2 separate regions of the Mus musculus genome follow, and region 1 is linked to region 2. A link is a contact called in public Hi-C data. All regions are on one chromosome and are shown on one strand. The core of a region is the stretch at or near the end of the contact, and the rest is flanking DNA. Distances in the headings are between cores, read along the strand shown.

Evidence for each region. A called contact is a pair of places that touch in the nucleus more often than the background predicts.
Region 1: a contact with region 2 is called in a Hi-C map of cortical neurons, with 2.5 times the contacts expected there. The contact joins two enhancer-like sites. A contact is called at or near these places in 8 of 484 Hi-C or Micro-C datasets (the N1E-115 cell line, cerebellar granule neurons, cortical neurons and 3 more).

The regions. Positions count from the first base shown.
Region 1 is chr14:75,710,512-75,715,932 of GRCm38.p6, reverse strand. Cog3 (component of oligomeric golgi complex 3) reads left to right here. Exons shown (of 23, transcript NM_177381.3): 20 at 2,657-2,732. Among named protein-coding and RNA genes, the nearest start is that of Cog3, 41 kb to the left of the region's middle. Within about 2 kb of position 3,027, at least 6 of the 459 cell types and tissues checked have an H3K27ac peak or open chromatin away from gene starts, as enhancers often do. A contact at or near this core is called in cortical neurons, where this site is marked.
Region 2 is chr14:75,562,641-75,567,711 of GRCm38.p6, reverse strand. No RefSeq gene overlaps it. Among named protein-coding and RNA genes, the nearest start is that of Gm36060, 12 kb to the right of the region's middle. Within about 2 kb of position 1,776, at least 32 of the 459 cell types and tissues checked have an H3K27ac peak or open chromatin away from gene starts, as enhancers often do. A contact at or near this core is called in cortical neurons, where this site is marked.

The DNA.
Region 1 (5,421 bases), core at 1,778-4,277, 150 kb before region 2:
TATCATTCCCTCTGAAGTATTGTTAGTTTTCTTAGTAGCTATAAATTAAATTTTTTTGATGTAGCACATGTAGTAGAATTTGACCTTGTAAATTTAATTCTTACATTCAAGGAATTGTAACCAAGGAGGGAGTCTAAGTTTGAGTGCGTCGAGTAGGGAGGCAGGGAGGGCATGGGTCTGCGCTGGTCTCCAGGCTCTGAAAGAGAGGCCTAGCTGAGGAGAGCTCATTCCTTCCTGCCTCTGCCTTCTTTGTTAGGAGACCCTGCCTCTGCAGATCTAGGAGAACTTTGAAGAAATGATCCTTGATGTGACTTAAAGAGAAGTAAATTGTGCAGAGAGTAGACAGGGTGAATGTAGAAGTCATTGTGTTTTTTAACAAACAGCATGATGGCACACCTTTCGGGGAATACTGTGGCTTAAATGAGAATGGCCCTGGAAGCTCATCTAGTTGAATGTTTAGTTACCAGTAGTGATGATATGTGAAAGATTAGAAGGGTTAGGAATTGTGTTTTTGTTGGGTAGTGTGGCCTTGTTGAAGAAAGTGTCTCACTGGGGGTGGACTTTGAAGTTTTAAAAGCCCACACCAGGGCCAGTGTCTGATTGTTTGCCTGTTGCCTGTGGATCAGGATGTAGCTCTTAGCATCATGTTTGCCTGCTACTCTGCTCCCTACCATGATGATAATGGACGAGCCCTAGGAAATTGTAAGCCAGCCCCTGATTAAATGCTTTCTTTTATAAGAGTTGCTTTGGTCATGGTGTCTCTTCACAGCACTAGAACAGTGACTAATACTGAGGAAGACTGAAATCAGTGCCGCCACCCTGGGCTACAGAGTTAGTTCCAGGTCAGCCTGGCTACGTAGCATGATGCTGCTGTTTTTCTTTTCTTTCTTTTTTTTAAAAAAGCACACATTATGTTACAATGGAATTAGTGAGATCCTAGAACAATCCATGGAGCAGCAGGCAGTGGTTATTATTAAAATAAAATTCTTAGGGCTACAAAAAGGCTATAAATATAGCTACTAGAAAAAAATTAATAAACATTGCACCCCCCTTTTTTTTCTGAGACAGGGTCTCTTTGTGTAGCTTTGGGTATCCTAGAACTTTTCTCTGTAGACTGGGCTAGCCTTGAACTCATAGAGATCTGCCTGCCTTTGCCTTCTAATTGCTGGGATTAAAAGCTTTCACCTCCATTGCCTAGCTTGTATCTCCCCCTTCCTTATTTATTTTATTTTATTTTATTTTATTTTATTTTATTTTATTTTATTTTATTTCTTAGACAGAGTTTCTTTGTGTAGCCCAGTGGTTCTGGAACTTGCTCTATAGATCAGGCTGACCTTGAACTCACAGAAATCTACCTGCTTCTGCCCCGGGTGCTAGGATTAAAAGCATGTGCCCCACATTCAGCCATATATAATTGATTTTAAAAGTTGCTTCTGCAGATGAAGACATGGAAGAAGTTGAGTGTGAGGAGGGAGAGATGAGGTGTGCAGTGGTCAGCGTGAGCAGAGGTCTAGACTGGCTCTGGAGTACAGGCAGAGCAGATGGAGCTAGAGAGGAGTGAGAGGCCTCAGTGACCGTCCTCATGAGGCGTCACCTGGCTCTTGTCTGAAATATTCCCCAGTGGGAAAGCTGGAGTTGATGCTCCAGTTTTTGTAACAGCTTGGACGTCTGCCCCATGTCTGTCCATTAAGAAGTAGTTCATGCTTACGCCCATCAAGGTTTTACCTGAAAGCCAGGCTGACATATTTGTATTTCTTTCCTGTGCTGTGCAAGGAGGAAGCATACAAAGTGACTTCCAAGTCTCTGTCCATAGCACAGTTCAGCCAAGCCTGCCTTGTAATGGGACTTGAAAACCCTGTTTGTTTGTTGAGATAGGGTCTGACCATGTAGCCCAGGCTTGCCTTAAACTCTTGTGCCCTATTCCTTAGCTTCCCGGATGCTGACTCTGCAGCAGTCTACCATACCCAACTGGATGTCTGTCTGTCTGTCTGTCTGTCTGTCTGTCTGTCTCTCTTGTGTTTGCATGTCTGTGTGAACATATGCCTATTGTGTGCATTCCTGTGGAGTCCAGAAGAGGGCATCCTGTCTCCAGAAGCTGGACTTAATATGTCAGCCTAGCTGTTTAGATTAAAAACTTGAGTCTCGTGCTGTCCTCTCTAGCCTGGCCGCTGTTTGTCTTGGTGGTGTTTTTGGTGTTTTCTATGCCTGTGATGTGGTTATAAAGAAGGGAAGTCTTTAGAGTGTATAGGAGCCTCTGTGCGTTTGTGATGGACACTTTTCTAATGACATGAACTCAGTAGTAACTCAGTCTTTTGAGGAGTAACCTTTTTTAAAATTTTTATATTTTTGGTGAAATTTCTTCAGATTCCTGTCCTGAAAAGTCTCAGGAAGAATGCCCAATGTGGTTGTGACTGTTTTGTTTTTACTTGTTTTTCTCCCCAGAATAACACATATCTTGAACTCAAAAAAAAAAAAAAAGTTTTGTCAAAAAGAATGTCTAGTGGTGAAAGCTTGTCAGAGTAGATGCAGCCTTGCTAGAACTGTGCCTGGTTCCCAGTGTGCCTAGTGACAGGCTTATACAGTTGTGTGTCTGTGAGCAGTCCGTGTTTATTTGCTGTTGGTGACGTGAAACCTCTGCTTTTGTCTCCTCTACTAGGTATCAGCATTGAAAACCATGGCCAGCCAGGGAGGCCCCAAGTACACCCTCTCACAGCAGCCGTGGGCACAGCCAGGTATTGGGGTTTTATTCTTCAAGGATGCTATTAGGCTATGTCTGTGAACCCCTTCCTGTGACATCTGGGACTTGGTTCCTTGCTTGTTTTGGGTTAACAGATGTGGGTCAAAGCAGGATTCAGCTTGGGGCTGATAGGTCTTTCTTAGCCAGCATTGCTTCCCTCAGACAAGCATTCTGAAGAGGGGGATCTTTGGAAGCTTACTCAGTTAAAAATCAAGCCTGACTTACATGTCAGTGCTTTGCGCCTGCAGACTTCTGTGTGCCTGCTTTTCCTTGGCTTCAGGCTTTCATGGGAACATGGCTCCAAGGCACAGAGTGACGGAAGGAGTGCACTTATTTCCAGCACACGAAGAAATGTTGGCCCACTCCTTTCTTCCTTTTTTTTTTTTTTTTTTTTTTGCCAAGTTACATCCTCTGTTGACAATTTAGCATGTTTGAAAAAAACTGTCAGAATGAAGGAGTCGGTTGGGTTTGGCAGGCAGCACCACTGCCCGACTCAACTTGCACATCTACTTGAGATGTTCCAGTCACTCCTCCATACATTCACATTTTCTATGCTAAAGGCTTTTTGTTTCTTTTGGCCCGTGGGATTTCTTCAGTGTTAGGCTTTAGACATTTAGAACCCCTTTGGGCTGTTTTTGGCACAGTTTTTTAATTGCATCTTTTTTTTTTTAAGGGAATATTTTATTTTACTTTTTTATTGGTTATTTTATTTATTTACATTTCAAATGTTATCCCCCTTCCCAGTTTCCTCTCTGCAAACCCCTGTCCCAGGCCCCTACCCCCTGCTTCTATGAGTGTGCTCCCCCACCCACTCAGTGCCATAGCATTCCCCTACTCTGGGACATCGAGCCTACACAGGACCAAGGGCCTCTCCTTCCACTGATGCATGACAAGGCCATCCTCTGCTACATATGCAGCTGGAGCCATGTGTACTCCTTTGTTGATGGCTTAGTCCCTAGGAGTTCTTGGAGGGGGGGGGTCTGTTTGGTTAATATTGTTGTTCTTCCTATAGGGTTGCAAACCTCTTTAGCTCCTTCAGTCCTTTCTCTAATTCCTCCATCGGAGTCCCTGTGCTCGGTCTGATGGTTGGCTGCGAATATCAGTATCAGTATTTGTCAGGCACTGACAGAGCCTCTCAGGAGACAACTATACCAGGCTCCTGTCAGCAAGCATTTCTTGACATCAGCAGTAGTGTTTGGGTTTGTTGTCTATGGATGAGGTGGATTCCCTAGCTGGGGCAGCCTCTGGATGGCCTTTACTTTAGTCTTTGCTTCACTCTTTGTCCCTTTATTTCCTTTAGTCAGGAGCAATTCTGGGTTAAATTTTTTGAGATGGGTAGGTGGCCTCATCTTTCCACCAGGGGCCGTGCCTAACCTCTGGATATGGTGTCTACAGGTTCTCTCTCCCCTTTGTTGGGTATTTCAGCTAATGTCATCCCTGTTGGGTCCTGGCATTTTCAGTTACCATTAACCATGATAACATTTGTTACATTGCTATTCTGTGACCCACATTTGCACACTGAGACAGTGGGAAGGAGCAGGGTCTTAGCTGTGGAGAAGCTGCTTCAAAGTGGGAGACCCAAAGAGGGCCTCTGCCTCTTGCCCATGCAGTTTGTCAGCTACAGGCACCTAACCTGGAATCAGCCTTTCTATGATGAAAGAAAGCCATTTTCTGTTAGGTCCATATTTTCTTTGAATAAAGGGATAAAACCCTCTTTCTCAGGTAACGTGTAGAGTCCATTCAGCACGTTTATCTACGGTTTGGTGAAGAAGTCATAAGGTGGTTAACCATCTTTGAGAGATGGACTAGTTTGTGGGTAGGAAAGTAAGAAGTATGTTTTATTTTACAATTTTCTATAAGTCAGATTTTAATACCATATAAAATTTTTGATTGAAGCTATTCTGTCTCCAAAATTTTCAGCCATAAGTTCCTTAATTTATTAAAGTTGAACTAAGAAGTAGCTGGTGCTATCTCCTGGGGAGATGTACAAATCCACATCAGTTCTTTTTGGAAGGAGATGGTTTATTCAAAGGCCCCTTGAGTATACATTGTGTACAGTATACATTGTGTACAGTATACATTGTGTACAGTATACATCGCATACAGTATACATCGGGTACAGTATACATCGTGTACAGTATACACAGTGTACCGTATACATGGTGTACAGTATACATCGTGTACAGTATACATCGTGTGCCGTATACATGGTGTACAGTATACATTGTGTACAGTATACATCGTGTACAGTTTACATGGTGTACAGTATACATGGTGTACAGTATACATTGTGTACAGTATACACAGTGTACCGTATACATTGTGTACAGTTTACATGGTGTACAGTATACATGCTGTACAGTATACATTGTGTACAGTATACACGGTGTGCCGTATACATGGTGTACAGTATACACTGTGTACAGTATACATCGTGTACAGTATACATTGTGTACAGTATACATGGTGCACAGTATACATGGTGCACAGTATACATGGTGTACAGTATACATGGTGTACAGTATACATGGCGTACAATATACATGGCGTACAGTATACATGGCGTACAGTATACATGGCGTACAGTATACATCGTGTACAGTATACATTGAGGGTGTGCTGCCACCTGTTTAGTGCCTGTGGTGGAGATGAATCTTTTACTCTCTCCTTGATTTCAAACATTT
Region 2 (5,071 bases), core at 527-3,026:
TGTCACAAAGTCCCAGGTTTGTTGAGATCCGGTTCTACAGAGCTGGCTCTCAGGGGGAAATGGATTTTGATTTCCCCATTGTATTCTAACTGCAGCACACTTTGGAAGGAACCATTTGTGACGAGTAAATGACAGGAGGAATAAATAATTCAGATCAGTTTTCCTTGTAAGGACTTGGAGTGTTTGCCTGATGCTCAAGGTTAGGAATTATAGCTCCAAGGGATGGAGGTCTCATTTTGAACATCCTTTATTTCTGTTAATAAAGGGGCCCTGACTTCTGCTAATAGAGTGGCCTACAGTGTTTGCCATGTGAGGGTTCATGTGGCCCAGCGTGCAAGTGCTTTGTATTTTGGATCCAGACAGACCAAGTCTAAGTTTTGGCTATCTCATTTAATTAGTTAGGAGTTTCGGGGATACTTATTTAATTGCTTTGGAACTCGATTTTCTGGACTGCAAAAGACAGGAGAGCAATCATAGTTATCTTAGAGGTACAGGAAACCTGGGTCTAAAGCATACTTAGAGCACTTGAATTTTCAGCAAGTGTCTGTTATTAGGACTTTTCTCAGAAAATAATGCTAGCCTTCACAGAGTTGGCCAGTGGATTCGGAAAGATGAACAGTGTTAAGCATTTAGTGCCCTCTGTGCTGGTATAGGGGTGTGAAGGTAACAGTTTAACACGACTTGTTTATTAAGGATCCAGGCTTGATAATTCTGCTGTCTCTTGGAGTATCTGTTCCTTCCAGCTCTCCAGGGTAGGGCCTTAGCTCATCTGTGATCTGCTTCTCCCTGAACCAGAATCATGCACACAAGGTACGACAGTGAAATTCATCCTCCAGGTTCACGAAGCACACAGTCTGGCACGTTAGTAAATATGAGTGTTGTGGGGAGCTGGAGGCGTTATAAATCCGTTTTACAGAAGTGAGGGTGGGCGTAGAGACTGCCTGTGTGTCTAACCCTTTCTCATTGCAAATTAAACATCTTTCCTTTGATCCCATATTGTGGCAAGAAACTAACATGAATCTTTGATCCCGTGCCAGTATCTAGAGAAATTACGAGGTCTACCAGGATGGGATAATAGAGCATCATCAAGACTTCTAGCTTTGGAAATTACTTAATCTCCATTCTCAGTGGCTGCTGCTTTGAGACAGCTGTGACAGAAAGGTCCCAAGTGCTATTGAGAACAGCTCATCAGTTCAGAACAAAGCTGATTATGTAAATTGTGCATTAAGATGCAGCTCCAATTTAATTTTACTCTGTAAATAAATATCCCATTAGCATCCATCTGTTGCCAGTCAGGTGAGGCCTTCTCTAAGAGAATACGGCCAAGACCCCAGTGGCTTCTCTCTAAATGCTGATGGGGTGTGGGAGGGTGAGGATTAAGACACCCAAATTCTCTGTGTAGAACTTAATTTGGTTCTCTAAGTGGCAAGTCAGCTATGAGATCAATCGAGGGCAAGAAGAAGCTAGGATTGGCCAAGAACAACAGGACACCTCATCTATTTTTGGCCCTGCTCATTGAGGACACACGCAAGCCTTCTCTGATTGTTGTCTCCAAGATCAATAATAATTATAGCTCAGCCTATTCCCTCCAAAAATAAAAACATTTCAGCTGATGAGAGGCGAGCACTAAATTAGCGCGCCAGCTCTTCTGGCTGCAGGGCAATTTATCAGGCAAAGCCGTTCTTGTGAGCATCGTCTTTGCTGAACCTGAGGATACAGCTCCCCCATCAGCACAGGGAGTGTTGGACAATGGTACTGGCTGGCTGCCAGCACCAGAGGGAGGGTGGCAGGGAGAGCGCATGTTTCCTCTCTTGAGCTGTGCTGCCCAGGTTTCAGGAGGCTGAGTTGTAGAAGCTTCTGCTATTTCCACAGTAATCTATCAACACAAGGAGCAGAAGCTGTGCCACTATTCACCCAGCGGAGGATTAAAACCTGTGGTGTGTTTGGGTAGTGCTGCTGCTATGAGGAGCGGGACTGGTAAGAGGCTGGGCACAAACCCAGGAGACCCATTGTGGCCTATGCACTCTAACACTTAAGGCGTTTTCCCCACAGTTAGTGACTGCTGCGGCTGGCTAAGGACATCCCGGGAGAAATACGAAGAGGCTCTTCAGCAAGGCAACTAGACACGATGCTATGAGCATCAACAAAGGCTTTTGAACGTGCCATTAAAAGAAGACAAAAGTAATTCCTCCCTCCAAGTAATGAGGCCCATGGATTCCAAAGAAGATCTGTCTCCCCCACATTCTTTTCTCCACTGGAGGCCAAGTTGGAAGTCAGAGCATCTGCCCCAGCATCCCTAGTGCAGAGAGAGGACTAAGCTCCTCCCCTTTTCCTCTTCTTGTATCGAAGTTGATTCTGATGCCAGACTCCACTACCTGCCACTATCATGGCTGTGCTGTGACCCTTGTTGCCTGTTTTGATTGGGGCTATTGTGGCTCAGAGTAATAGAACTCTTGACAGTTGTTTAAAATTGATATTTTCCTTTCTCACATAACATTTCAGAGGCAGTCGGGTCAAGACTAGCACAGCAATTCACCATTGCTGTTAGGGCCAGCTCTTTCCTTCTGTCCTCACAGCAGATTGAGGTGTTGCCTCAAGATAATGATTTTATGATCTTGTCTCCAAACAAACAAAATCAAAACACACACACACACACACACACACAAAATGAAAATGATGAGTGTTTTTATTTTACATAATTTCAAAATATTGTTAATTTCGAACCATTAATGAATTATATTTGCATTTCAGTACTAACTCTTCATGATTCCGTATATTTTACACTCCAAGACTCTCAGTTTGGACTATCCATGTATCAATCTCTCCCAGTACTTGCAGCTAGTGGGGCCCACACTAGACTCAGCAGCTCTATAGTGCTCTACCCAAATACATGCTCAGCCTGCAAAGTAGCTCTCCCCCCACCCCAGCCACTACTGTACTTTATTGACTACAACAGTTTGAGAGGGCTCATCTAACTACACGGATCTGTGAGGCATCCTTTTCCCTTCTGTTTTTAATCTGAGTTGGGAAGAGCTGGACCAGCAGGCTTTCCTTGCTCAGCCTGTCCTTCCCTGGACAATTCCACCAGGCGATCTCTCCTCTGATGTGAGAGTCTCCCAGCCCAGCGGTCTCTTTTGCTTGAGTCCATCCTTGCTGGGTCAGGAACATACTACATCCCATTATCTAGAAGGAACCAGTGCCTTATCTAAAAACAAACATCTGACTTCTATGGTAAATGCTAATATAGGAGATAACTGGGCAGGTGGAGGAAGCCAGAGGCCAGGGGAGAATTCCTGCAGAGGAAGGCATTGCACTCTTCAGCTGTGTTTGCTAATGTTCTTTGTTTCCTTCTGACTTCTGTGTTGCTGGAGTCCTCTGAGTTCCCCTCCACTCACAGCCCCATAACTAGTTGTTACTCTATAATAACTGTTCAACTTCAGGAATCACAGGCTGGGGGTAGTTTCTGTCTCTAGGTGCTGGAAGCTCTTGGTGTTCTCAGCTACGAGTTAGTGTCTAATACACATGAACCCGGTCCATACCAAATACATAGTAAAGATCTACATGAATACATTTATAGTACCTTTCACAAAATGGTTTCTAAGTTGTTAATATTTTCAGTGGTATCATGATTGAAAGCCAGAATTGTCCCATCTGCCAGTTTTATGACTATTATCAAAGACAATGGAGACAGTCACAAAAACCCTACATGTAGTCATTTGGATTTGTACTTTATAAGATGTTCACTACATGTGCAAGCCCACTGTTTGAAAATGTGGGTGTGGCAAAGCCAATGGGTAGAAGAATATGGCTACCATTACTCATAGATGTCAAGAGGAAGGGCGATGCCATGCCATGCACAGCCTCCTGGGGAAGGGCAGGGTCAGTCAGGAGGTAGAGTAAAAGGAGGACTTGGGTCTTGATTGTGGTTGCCACAAAATAGGCCAGCCAAGGTATGGTGGGTGAGCTTGGGATTGGCCAACTTCACTGACTTTAGAGGCTATCTCTAGTTATCTGACACCTGGTCTGAGTCTTCAGGGTTATCAGATGGTGACATATAGTGTGGATACATCTCCTGGGACCCGGTTGTTGCAGTGTCCCCAGACACTGTAAGAATCAGCAAAGCCCCGGATATCAGAGCACCAGACCTACCAAAAATGAAAGGCTGGACTCATCTGTTGCACAAATGAGTCTGATGAGGTGCATACGCACATCTTGGTCTCTCGGGTTTTATAGAAAACTGAGGTTTGCATGGTTTTGTTTGTAAGTATTCAGAGTGGCTTTGTTCCATGTCTGGGAGGTGGAGGTTGAGCACACAGCCTGAGCTGTGTTTGGAACCTTAAGCAGGTTCCCTGGCATCTCCCTGAAGACTCCACAAGGAATTTCTGAACCGTTGGATGCAGATACAGCCTTGGTGGTACAAAACTGTGTACTCTGCCAAGGAGAACTATATGTCTATGGAGTCTAAGCATTAACATGTGTTCATTTGACCTCGACAAATTAGATTTATAAAGCTGAATAACACAGATCTGTCAGCAGGGAGGGAACGAGGGCTAACGTCCCTTCTGCTGCTTTCGCTGTGACCCAGTAGAGCTCACATTGGAGGGAGAGACCAAACCTGGCAGAGCTGGGTGAGATGAGGGTGCAGGATGATTGGCAGCCATAGGTCCCTATGCAGACTGGACTAGGTGCTCTGCACACTCAGTGCTGTGAAATGGTCCCTAGTGCCGTGGAGAGGGGCAGGTGGCTCAGCAAGGGAACCTTGGAGCTCTTGGAGCCTGCGGTGAGCACACTGAGCCTTATGGGAGAGTAGTAGATGCATTGGTGACATATAGGCTAGAAGTCAAGTTCAAAGGGACCTAGTGCGACTTAAGCAATGTCTGATCTTCACGTGGTTGACCTCTGACCTTTTCTATAACCCTTTAGCCTGTGGCTCACTTTTAAAAATTGAGTACTGAGCTCAAAGAATGAAGCCTATCTTGAAATGTCTGAGTGTCTCAATAGGTCCCACAGAACTGAAGAGGTATGCGTAAGACACAGCAAAGAGACCACCTAAAACAGTGTCCAAACGGTC